Regions from separate parts of the Mus musculus genome. Here region 2 is linked to region 1. Evidence: chromatin contacts called from public promoter capture Hi-C data. All regions are on one chromosome and are shown on one strand. The core of a region is the stretch at or near the end of the contact, and the rest is flanking DNA. Distances in the headings are between cores, read along the strand shown. Region 1 holds the start of Ccdc102a (coiled-coil domain containing 102A). Region 2 overlaps Ccl22 (chemokine (C-C motif) ligand 22).

The links. Promoter capture Hi-C pulls out the DNA fragments that hold promoters and counts their contacts.
Region 2: a contact with region 1 is called in a promoter capture Hi-C map of trophoblast stem cells, with 2.3 times the contacts expected there. The contact joins the enhancer-like site here to the promoter of Ccdc102a in region 1. A contact is called at or near these places in 10 of 39 promoter capture datasets (the C10 cell line, the HPC-7 cell line, embryonic stem cells and 5 more).

Annotation. Positions count from the first base shown.
Region 1 is chr8:94,913,734-94,920,151 of GRCm38.p6, reverse strand. Ccdc102a (coiled-coil domain containing 102A) reads left to right here and starts at 2,054. Exons shown (of 9, transcript NM_001033533.3): 1 at 2,054-2,170; 2 at 6,344-6,418.
Region 2 is chr8:94,750,794-94,756,321 of GRCm38.p6, reverse strand. Ccl22 (chemokine (C-C motif) ligand 22) reads right to left here. Exons shown (of 3, transcript NM_009137.2): 3 at 4,934-5,528. Among named protein-coding and RNA genes, the nearest start is that of Ccl22, 7.9 kb to the right of the region's middle. Within about 2 kb of position 1,596, at least 15 of the 459 cell types and tissues checked have an H3K27ac peak or open chromatin away from gene starts, as enhancers often do. A contact at or near this core is called in trophoblast stem cells, where this site is marked.

The DNA of each region.
Region 1 (6,418 bases), core at 805-3,304:
ATGACGGCCAGTACAGAGTAGCTGCACAGCTAGGTAACTTAAGAGAGCCATCTAGCCTATATGGCCAGCATGTACTGAGTTCCAAGAGTGAGTGGCTCCCCTCATCTCATCCACCCTATGCAAAACACACACACACACACACACACACACACACACACACACACACACTACTTCCTCTCCAAAGAGAGAGGGCTCAGTTGCAATGAAGTCCAGTCAAAGGCTAACTATACCATAAGCCGGACCTCCATCACTTTCCCACCCTTTACCAGCTCCCAACACTAGAGAAAGAGCTCTGAGATCTTGGTTCAGAGCTGTCACTGCCAGGACATCCCTTCTCCCTGGGACATCTCACTGCTGTGAGATCCCATTCGAGTCAAAAGCCAATCTAAACTTTCATTTCCCCAGGTCTAGAAGGAAGTCTGTTTTTTCTTTTTGTCTTGTCATGAGTTCTCAATATGTGTATCTCACACATTCCCCCTGTACATGATGTAGAGGACAGCCAATGGAGGGTCTGCAGGCTAGTGATCTGTAGATGCTAACCAAAGTGCAAGCATTCCCACCCAAACTGGTCTTCTGCTGATTATAACAGCTGCCAAGCAAGCACCACTCACTACCTGCCCAGCACATGAAGGGGCAAGTGAAACTATAAAACTTGCAAAATCTGTGGGACTTCACAAAGTTGGTGGGGGTGGGGCAGAGAAGACAGCTGAAGACCACAGAGAAGGATGTGGGGGAAGTGTATGACATCAAAAAGATGTACTGAGTTCTCAGAATACTCAGTGGGGGGCTGGGGGTGGGGGGGAGATCTGAAGAAGTGGCTCAGTGGTTAAGAGTACTTAATGCTATTTCAAAGGGCCCCAGTTTAGTTCCCAGCACCTACATGGTAGCTCATAGCTATCAGTAACTTTAGTCTCAAGGGATCTGAGCCCCTCTTCTGACCTTGGAGGCCACCAAATACACACAGGATCCCCTTAAAGGGGGGAAGGTCAAAGGATCCTTGTTTTTGAAGAAGCCCTAGTTTGTTTGTTTGTTTGGTTTATTTATTTTTGTAAATCAGGGGTTTTCTACTAGCTCTGGTTCTCCTGGAATTCACTATGTAGATAGACCAGACTGGCCTCAAACTCCTGTGAGGCAGACATCTGCCTGCCTCTGTCTCTGCCTCCCTAATGCTGGGATTAGAGGCCCCAAGTGTTGGGATTAAAGGGGTGCACCACCATATCCAGCTAGCCCCGGTATTTTGGTAAAACAAAACAATCTCTTACAGCAAACCAATAATAGCTCAACTCCGTAAGGGGGGAAAAAAACCTTCAACATTCAGTATGTGATTCACTCTTCACAAACCACTATGCTCGTGACCATGATTAGAATTAAAACACTCTTAACCAAGAAGTATGTGATTCGTTTATCTTCATAATCTTTATCTTTTCTGGACAATAACCTAACCCAGCTTAGCTGCCCACGCGTTTTTGTGACTTTTGGTCCTGTCGGCAAGACAGACCAACCTCGAAGCAGGATGTGAAGGGGAGATACCATCTTGACCTTCTTCTTCCCTGACAAGACTACAGACACCCTATCCCAAAGAGAGAGAGAGAGAGAGAGAGAGAGAGAGAGAGAGAGAGAGAGAGAGAGCCTGAGCCTAATGGGTGTGTACAAGAAGGTCAGAGGGTTCTGCCAAGCACCATCGCACACCAGAGGGAAAATCTCCACAGTGGGAGTAGGTCCCATCACTCTCCTTTATAGGCCTGAAGTCGCTTTGTACAAAAAAGGGAAACCGAGGCCCAGTGAGGACATGGACTCTGGCCCAAGTCCAGTCGGTGTCAGCGCTAGCACTGGAAGTAATGCAGTTAACCAAAGTGAAGCTCCTCGTGGGTCATGGTGCCCACTCCTGTCCTGGATCACCTAGACCGTGGTTGGCGGGAAAGCCGAGGACGCGGATCCTGCCTGGGCGACCCCATGCTTGGGCGGGCCAGGGGGGTCCGGCTGCCTGGCCCCAACCCGCAGCAAACCGCGCCCCACGAGGGGCCCCCGCCCGCTCCCCTTCCCCTCCCCTGGCAGGAGGAGGAGACTTGGCGGCCCTCCCCCGGCCTCCCGACGGCCGCCGCAGCCAGCCCCGCGCCCGCTCCACCCAGAGCAGCAGTTCGGACGTCCGGAATCCCAGCCCCGGCCCGAGGTGAGTGGGGACGGCGGGGCGGGAGGTCATCGCGACAGGGTACTCGCTGCGGTCTCGGAGCCGCTCACGCGAGGGAAGAACTTTGCAGCGAGGGACAGGAGCCGGGGCGGCGCCCGCCGCACCCCAAACTTGAGTCCAACTTTTTAGTCCCACTTAGAGTCCCCCGGCCCGTCTCCATCCCCGTGGAAGCCGGGTCCCGTGGCGGGACAGTGGGGGAGGGGGCGCCCGTGGAATGCCGGCAGGGCCAGGAGGGGGGGGGATGGCAGGCGGGGGCGGAATGTGGAACTCTCCCGGGGGACCCAACGTGGTCACCATGGCGAGTGCCGGACGGACGGGTGGCACTGGCCAATCGGAGCACGGCTTTACGCCCAGACCCGTTGCGCTACCAATGGAAACCAAGCGGTGGGGTGGGCGGGACCGCGTCTTGCAGGACCGGACCCCCGCACCCCCTCCAGCCGCTAGGGGGAGCGGGGCTGGTGGCCCGCGAAGGGGCTACCAAGTAGGGACTGGGCCCTGGAAAGCTGAAAACTTAATTTCGGGAAGGAATGCGGGCAAGTGGGGCAAGGGCTTGATGCTAAGAGAAGGGAAGGGCTTCAGCAGCCCACTGCCCTGGTTGTGCCGAGGGGTAGCACTCTTCCTCATCCCGGGACTTCAGTTTGCGTAAGTGAATGTCCCTTATTCGGCCCGGATTACTGAGCTGTTGTAGGAGTACGATGAGTTCTTATTGGCAGAGTCTTACCCACCTGCTGGAGGAATTAGAAATCTTGTTGGTGCCTCTCAATACATAGGAAAACTGATGCTCAGAAAGGCCAGGAACCTGCACATACCACACGGTGTGTAATAGCAACGCTAGGGTTAATGTCTGTTCTATACGAATGTGCGATGCCAAGAGTTGCTAAGAGTCCTGGGGCTGGAGTAGGTGAAAGCTTCCACTCTTCCAAGTCATGTTTGTTTGGCGGGCCTAGTATCTGAAGATCTCCCTAGTAAGCGCTTCCAGGGGCATGGTGCTCTTCAGGTAGTCACGCATGACCCAGCCACAAGCTCTGTTCTAGCATAGAAACCCTGCTCTCCTCCCTTCCCCACCCCTCCGTTTCTTTCCTGGAGGTCCAGCAGCTGTAAGCTGGGCTCTCTCAGTATCCATGGTCAGAGGGACAGACAGCCCACAGTCTGCGGGCTGACCAGCCTTGGGCCCTGCACTTATCCAATCAGGCAGTCCCCTTGTGGTTTCCTGCTGGGCTCTAATCCCTACCCACAGCTAGGCCTGTGGCCCTGGGCTTACCCCAGAGTCCACCTGAAAGATTCTAAGAAGATACGGGAGAATTCTGAGCTGTGGAGGTCTTGGGTTCCCCATTCCCTCAGCTGGTCCCCATCCAGGGCTTAGTGTTTCTCATTCCTTGCAGTGGCTTCTGAGAAAACCAACCGAACCTCGAGGGCAGAATACAATGTTGAATATCTCCTCCCTCTCCCCATCAGAGAGTTCCTCTGGCAAGAGCTCAGACACCGGACTCTGACCTTGGCCACAGATGGGCTTAGACACCTACCTGTATTAGCGCCTGGCTGAAAACCAACTTCTGATTTTTAGGATGACACCGCTCTCCCAAACTCTGTCTGGTCACAAGAGGTCCCCCTAATAGGAGCTTTATCCATCTCCCATAGGCTCAGGACACATTCAGACAGCACATTGTTCAGCCCTGTTCAAATAGCTAACAAAATCAAGAAGCCTTTGAGAGCTTTTTAGAATGCACACTTCCTAAAGGAGAGGTTCACAACCTCACTAATGCCTCAACCCTTTAATTCACTTCCTCATGCTTTGGTGACCACCCCCCCCCCCCAGCCAGAAAATTATTTTTGTTACTTTATAGCCAGTTTTGCTGCTGTTATGAATCATAATGTAAATATCTGATTTGCAGGATGTCTGATTTGTGACACCCCCCCTCAAAGGGGTCGTGACCCACAGGTGGTGAACTGCCACCCCCAAAGGAGGAGGTGCTGGTGTTTTAGGGAAACTAGCACGAAGTATTCAGAGGTTAGGAAAGTTCTTCTCAAGCGAGGAGATGTTGCAGGTCCATCTTGCAGGGTGTGTAGGAGTTTACAGATGTAGAAGGAAAGGGAGACGTTCCCAATGAGTCTGTGAACAAAAGACGACGTTGGTCACTTCCTACGGGCAGCACTGAATCTGTGGCCTGAAATGAGTGTCCAGTCAAAACATCCTTGTTTCTGAGAACGGGGAATGACAGCTGGAGTTCAGGAGCTCTGAGACCTGCAGCTCAGCTCAGACACAAGGGTACAGCTCTCCATCCTCCATCCCTCCAGCCAACTTTAAGCAAGTACTATACGCAAGATATAAGTGGCACACATGTCTCATTGAGTGGGAGGCTGTGCTATAAGAGAGGCCACTGGCCAGGTATGGCTGGCTGTGGGATGGGACAGGGCATCTAGGGCATTTCCTCCTAGTAGTGGCACCTGAGTCAGGAGGATGGGCTGCCTGACTTTAGGAAGGATGAAGACAGAAAGGAACCCTCTGGGTATGTGGGGGCTGCTCCCCCCCCCCGAGCTTGGAGTGCAGTGGCAGCATTGTGATAAATCGGGAGCCCACCCCCTATAATGTCATCAAACAAAGAAGGCACTGAACCTGGGCAGGAAGGGGCAAGTGACCGGCAGCTGGGCCCTGTCTGCCTATCTATAGCATGAGGCATGTGTACCCGGGTTACTGAAGCTACTTGAGTGTTTCCAAGGCTGTTATGTGAGTAGGGTGGGAATGGGGGTGAGGGGGTGTTGTTAGGCAGAGGCCAGCTGCACTGGGGTCTGCACAGGTGTGCTTGTGGGGGAGGGGTGGATGCGCCTCACCTCCCCCTCTATGCGTGTGCATACCTGTCCCAGGCATAAGGAGAAAAGCAGAGGGTGTTCACAGCCTTCCTGGCCTCCCCCACCCCCTCCGCAACCCAGACTGGCCAGGGCTGCCTTTGGAGGCCCCAACCTGGAAGCTATTAGGGGCCTGGATAATGTCTGCCCTGCTCCTGTTTCATGGGCTTGGCCTTTCTCAAAGGAGCCAGTTGGAGTCTTCTCTAAGTCGAGCAGAGCCCTTTGCCAGGCCTGGCAGCTCCAAGCCAGTGGATATGGCAACAGCACCCGCTGTCACACTTCTGTGGGGCTGTGGAAAGGCCTGCCCTCAGGACTGGTACTTGGGCTTCCTGCCAATCCCCACCCCTCTCCTCTCCCCTGCAGATGCTAGTACTGCTTCTCTTAGGTCTGTTTTGATGGAACTGGGCCAGGAACATGGGGAAGGAGGAGTATGTGCATATGTGTGTGTGCGTGTGTGTATGTGTGTGTGTTCAGAGTTCTCTTAAGAGTGTATGTTTAGGGGCCCATCCGTGTGCTGGTGCAAGTATATCTATCTATTTGTATAACCACATGGTGCCTATAGGTCCATCTCTGACTGTGTCATTTATCCCTGTTTTGTGTGGATGAGATGGCGTGTATGTTCCCAGATGTGTCTGTGTGTGCAGAAATGTCTAGATGCTTGTGGGCGCCAAGGCTACCAAGTCATCACACGGGCCGAGACTCTGAGTCAGAGAGGACAGGCACATTGCCTGTTAGGAACTAGAGCCGGGGTCTGTGTGGCTGGCTGGTGACTGTCTACACAAGCATCTTTGGGGTTGAGATATGTATGGTACTGTAAGTAATGAGGGTGGTTGATTTGGGCTCAGTGGTAGAGGGCTTGTTGGTGGCTTTGCCCGAAGGGGAGCCCGAGAGACTTGAAGTCTCGCTGATGTTACTTGAATACTCATATGGACTTCTGAAATGTAGAGTCTCTGCTGCGTCCCTGCCAAACATCCTGGCCCATAGAACTGTTAATTGTTAATTAAGCGAGGGTCCAGGTGAATCTGAAGCACACCCTGATGAAGGAATCCTGGGCTTCCTTGCCAGGTCCCCGATGTACAGGTGGAGAGGCAGAAGCCCAGAAAGGCCCAGTGGCACAACAAGCAGCCTTGAGAGTATGAGGGGCATTGGAGCCAGGGCTGAAGGTCTCTACTGGACTTAGGGGCCACCCTGGAGCACACCTCCCCCTGCTTCTGCCAGTACTGCCCTCTTCATCCCCTGAGCACACACAGGGCTGATTCGGGTGACTGTCGGTGGTGGGCACAGCCCAGTAATGGTCCTGTTCTTCCGCAGGTCTGAAGAGGCACCCCAGAGTATCCTAGAGAGCAGTGGATCGAGGCGTCCATCACACGCAGTGAGATCATGTTA
Region 2 (5,528 bases), core at 347-2,846, 160 kb after region 1:
AGAAAGAGTTCTAGGACAGTCAGGGATATGTAAGGAAACCGTGTCTTGAAAAAACAAAACAAAACAAAACACACAAAAGGTGGCTGGAGAGATGGCTCAGTAGTTATGAGCACTGATTGTGCTTCCAGAGGACCTGGGTTCAATTTCACCAGCACCCACATGGTGACTCACAACTCCTGACACCTTCATACAGACATGCAGACAGGCAAAACACCAATGCACATAAAATAAAAAATATATAAATTACAAATGCTGACTAATACTCCACTGTGTAAGCCTCATCTGCTTACATCCTTGCTGATGGATGCTGAGGTTATGTCCATCTGTTGACAGTTGCAGAGAGTTACAATGTACATGAATGTATAGCCATCCCCTTGGCGTGTATACTATATTACCCACAGGCTAACCTGTGGGGTCGCATGGCTCCATCATTTGGTTTTGGAAGAACAACCAGTGTTTTAAACAGCAGCCGCAGCAGCGGGTACTCCAAGCACCTGTGCCCGGGAGTTCACAGGTCTGTACGTTCTCGCCTATACTTGTTACCTTTTAGGTTTCCTGTTGTATTTTCTGTGGGTTTTATTCGCATTTCCCCCAGTGGGTGGTAGTGTTAAGCATATTTTTCTATGTTTTCTTCACCACCTGAGTATCTTCTGTAGAGAAGGATCTCTTCAAGTCCTTAAGACAAGACAGGAAAGATTATGGAAGGAGACAGGAAGGGAAAGAAGCCTCAGTCTAGAGTCTCGGTGAAGTCTCTTGCAGGCGCTCTAAGTTGATGTGTGGAGTCAACACAGAAACACTGTTTCTTCCTGACAGACTTTGTGTGTTAACACAGCAGGGAACAAGCAGGAGACCTGAGTGTCTATGACCTGGGGTAAGGTTTATCCCTGTTCCTAGATGGTCTTTAGAAACATCAAACTTTGTTCAGAGTGACCGAGACTTATCAATAGTGGTCCTGCTCACCAGGAACCATCCCGGGATCCCATCTGGGTTCCTTAGCAACCCTTTGGAAAATAAAGCTTCAAAATTCATCAGGCTGGTAGATATTGTAAAGACAATGTGGTGGGGACAGGGGAGCTGTCATTGAGAACCCCAACCCGTACGCTTGGCTTTCCTTTTCCCTCTGAGCTCTTCTATATTGACCCCTGCTTCGAAATCTATTAAATGCCTTTGAGTCAACTCCAAGCCCGCTCCGTGCCGTCTTGTCCTAAAATCCTTTTCTGTGCCAGAGGTGAGGATCTGGTTTCACCGGAGTAGAGGTCTCTAAAAGGAACTCTTCAGGCTGCTGTGAGCACCAGCTCAGAGCTGTGTCTCTGCTCCTGTCACTGCAGACGCCATGCTTACTTTGTTATTGGGTTGGTGGCCTGGATCTTCTTATCTTACCAGATTCTCACTCATGTGTAGAAAACTAAGGCTCAGGGGGCAGAGCGCCTTGGTACCCTGCAAAAAAAAAAGCCTTGCATCTGCCAGCTTCCTTGTGTGCGCCTCCAGATTCTTGCTTCTTCCTGGAAAGTAAGTGCTCTGCATCTGTGGCTACAGCTTAGAGAGTCTAGCCAAGCGGACATGAAGGGAACAAGGACTGACAGGATGTGAAAGGTCCACAGTCCACACAGGACACACCAAAACCAAGTTCCCAGCACAAAGGAGATTTATCTGCCCCAGGGAGCAAAGGGCAGAGGATAAGAGATGAAGACAGGAGACTGATGAGAGAGGAGAGGAAAGGAACAAGGGAGAGGGGGAAGGGATGCTTGTCTGGGAGGGACAAAGGACTACCTCTGGATAGAGAAGAGACAGACATGGCCTGTGGGCAAATGACAGTTTATAAAGGGAAAGGGGAAATCCCATGTTAGGATGAGTTGGTTTGTTTTGATTGGGCCAGTTAATTAAGGTGGCCAAAAGGGAGATTTTGACGGCTGGACTTCAATACTTTGCTAACTGAACCTTAGTGGTTAGCCCCAGGAGGAGGGATTGGCCAAATAGAGTGACCTTGGTGGGTAGCTTTAGGAACATAATTAGTCTAGCAAAAAAGAGGGAATGGGAAGGGATAAGACTTACCAGAGCTATGTTTGCCATGTTCTGGCCTGCCAGAGTCCTTCAGTCCCACCTTTCCTTTTTACCGCTGGGTCATTAGGTGTTGGGTAAGTGGGCACTGTTTTCGCTGGCTGCTTCCTGCAGACACTGGGATGTTGTTATTAGGGACTCAAGGAAGCTGGAATGTTGGTCAAGGCCAAGTAGAACAGGCTGCTTTACTTGTTGTCCAAGCTCTGTGGGACCATCTGAGGTAGTCTGTGAGGCTGGACTGTGATGTAGATTCTGGGGAAAGAGCTGAGACTGGCAAGTTGCTGGAGCAGATTGTAGTTGGTTTAAAATCTGCTGGGAGAGACAGACAGACTAGAGACAGAAGTAAAGTCTCTGTCTTTAAGGAGTTTAGGGGGAAATTTTTATCATGGGTATACATCTGAAACTCTTAGGTTTATGGTCCTAGTAGTTGGGAGAGGAGAGGCTTGAGACCAGGGAAGAGGGGAGAGACCCACCTTTAGGAGTAGACAGGTGGGGGAACAGGCTGTTGGTTGGCAGGAGTCCTTTTGATCTGTGAGAGGTGAATTCAAGTTGATTTTTGATGCCTATAAGAATCTTCAAGTTCAGCCGGGTGTGGTGGTGCACGCCTTTAATCCCAGCACTCGGGAGGCAGAGGCAGGCGGATTTCTGAGTTGGAGGCCAGCCTGGTCTACAGAGTGAGTTCCAGGTTCACCCAGAGAGACCCTGTCTCAAAAAACCAAAATAAATAAATAAATAAATAAATAAATAATAATAATCTTCAAGTTCATAAAAAGAGATAAATGTTTTAGATATGTTAGTATTATCATTGCTGGTTGTCTGTACTGAAATCCACAAGGTAGCTGTAGGGAGGGAAGCTTAAGAGGCAGACAGAGTCTGCCCAGGACACCCTAAGACCAAGTTCTCAAGTTCTCAGCACAAAGGGGATTTATTTGCCCCAGAGGGATAAAGAACAGAGAACAAGAGACGAAGATAGGGGAGGGAGGATGAGGGAGAAAAGGAGAGGAGCAAGGGAGAGGGGGAAGGGATATTTGCCTGGGAGGGACAAAAGATTGCCTCTGGATAGAGAAGAAACAGACATGGCCTGTAGGCAAACGGAAGTTTATAAAAACAAAGGGGAAACCCCCTAGTTAGGATGAGGTGTTTAATTTAATTGGGCATGTTAATTAGGGCAGCCAAAGGGGGCTTTTGATTTCGAGATTTCAAGACTTTGATAGCTGGACTTCAGACTCAGGAGAAAAATAGAGGAATAGACCTCAGTAGGTAGCTTTAGGAATGTAATCTAATGGGTTTTAGCAAGGCAGAGGGAATGGGGAAGGGTAAAATCTGCCAGAGCCATATTTGCCACGCCTACCAGAGCCCTTCAGGATGACTGCCGATGGAGTTTACACTCAAGAAAACACAAAGACATTGAACTTGAAGGGTCCTTCTTTGTTTCCTGGGTGGTGTGAAAGGTGTGTGTGTGTGTGTGTGTTTGTTAGTTTGAATGAAAATGGCCCCCATAGAGTCAGGAAGTGGCATTATTTTATTATTGGTGGTTTGGCCTTCTTGGAGGAAATGTGTCACTGGAGGTAGGCTTTGAGGTCTCAAGTGCTCAAGCCAGACCCAGTGTCACTCTCTCTTTTTACTGCTTATGAATCCAGATGTAGAACTCTCAGGTACCTCTCCAGCACCATGTCTGCCTGTGTGCCACCATGCTTCCCGCTATGACAATAACAGACTAAACCTCCAAACTATAACCCAGCCCCAATTTCATTTATAAGAGTAGTTATGGTCATGGTATCTCTTCACAGCAATAGAAATGCTAAGGCAGAAGTTGGTACCAGGGACTGGAATATTGCTGTGATAGGCCTGACCATGCTTTTGCTAGGAGGGATGTGGTCTTTGAGACTTTGGGTTAGGAAAGCAGTTGAATGCTTTAAGTGGAGCTTAGTGAACCGTCCTAGTAGGGACATGGAAAAGCAGAGGTGTTGAGGGTGCTTTGAACTTCGTGGGCCTGGCTCAGAAGATTCCAGAGGAGAAGAATATTTGTATGTGGCCTCGAGATTGTTCTTGTGATATTTTGAGTAAGAATGTGGCTGCCTTTAGCCTTTGTCCAGAAAAATCTGACTGAGGTTCAATTGAAGAGTTTTTGGATCAATTCCACTGGCAGAGGAAATCTCAAAACAACCTAGTACGGACTCTATTGTGTGGTTATTAGTCTTCCGCAGATCTATAATGAAGAGGAGCAGGCTGAGCAAGGTAAAATACAAAAGGTACAATTTGGGGGAAAAAAGGGGCACCAGGAAGTAAAATGGAGCTACGTCCAGTGTTCAAGGAGATAAACATTTTTTAAAAAAAGCTTAGTGCTAGCTGGAATGAAGGGAGTGGTGACCACAGGACAAGATCCCAGCCAGTGAGAAGGAATTAAAGAAAAGTTTAGAGCGCAGGTGTGGTGGCACACACCTCTAATGCCAGCACTATGGAGGCAGAGGCAGGTGGATCTCTGGAGTTTAAGGCCAGCCTGATCTACAGAGTGAGTTCCGGGACAGCGAAGCTTAGGCAGTGAAGGAAACATTCAAAAACAGAGAAAGTTGGTTATATATATTTGAATGAGGGGGCCGTGTTCCAGCCCCAACAAGCAGCAGAACTTGGCAGCTCCAGGCACATGGTTCTAGCTTTAGAATCAAGGACACAAGAAAGGGATTATAAAATCTCCCCCAGCCACTAAGGAAAGCCACCAATGACACATGGCACAATAGGTGCACATCCCATTTCCCACCATCCCACAAACCTTCCTTTTCCATGGAGGGGTCAGACCCTGGAGGAGGGCAGGTCTGGGTAAAGGAAGGCCCCGTTCTATTTCACAGCAACACAGAGGACAAGGACCCAAGTCAGGTATTATTGGCGAGCATTTATTTTCCCAGAAGTAGGAGAGGAGGGGGAGGGACCTTCAGGACATGCATGGGCAGTGAGCAAAGTAGCACTAGTGGTGGCCCTGGTCGTCCAGGTGCTCCTTCTGGCAGAACACGAGCCCTGGACACAGCTGTGGCTGGCACTGTCAATCCCTGTGGTTTGGATCAAGCCCTTTGTGGTCCCATATGCTGTCAGCTGAGGCTCAGAGAGGAAAAGCGATGCCCCCAATCTCACACAGTCCAGTCACTCGGCTAAGCCAGGCCATGCTCCCTCCAGAGGAGCAAGAAGGTTTATTCCTTCCCCTGGGACCACTGTTGTCTCCAGGGAAGCAAGAATGGGTTCTATATTCTTGTCTTGGCCTCAGCCACTCAAGAATAATTTCAATTAAGTTCTTTAAGTTAACTCTGCCACTGGCAGCAGCTCCCACAACCATCTATTTTCTGAGGTATCACTTTGTATGGCCCTTCCTGCCCCCAGATCCTAAAACTCTCCAGTTCGTCTATTTGGCCTCACATATATTTATCCTCTTTCCTATATAAATATAACTATAGCTTATAATACCAAACAAACTGTGGCAG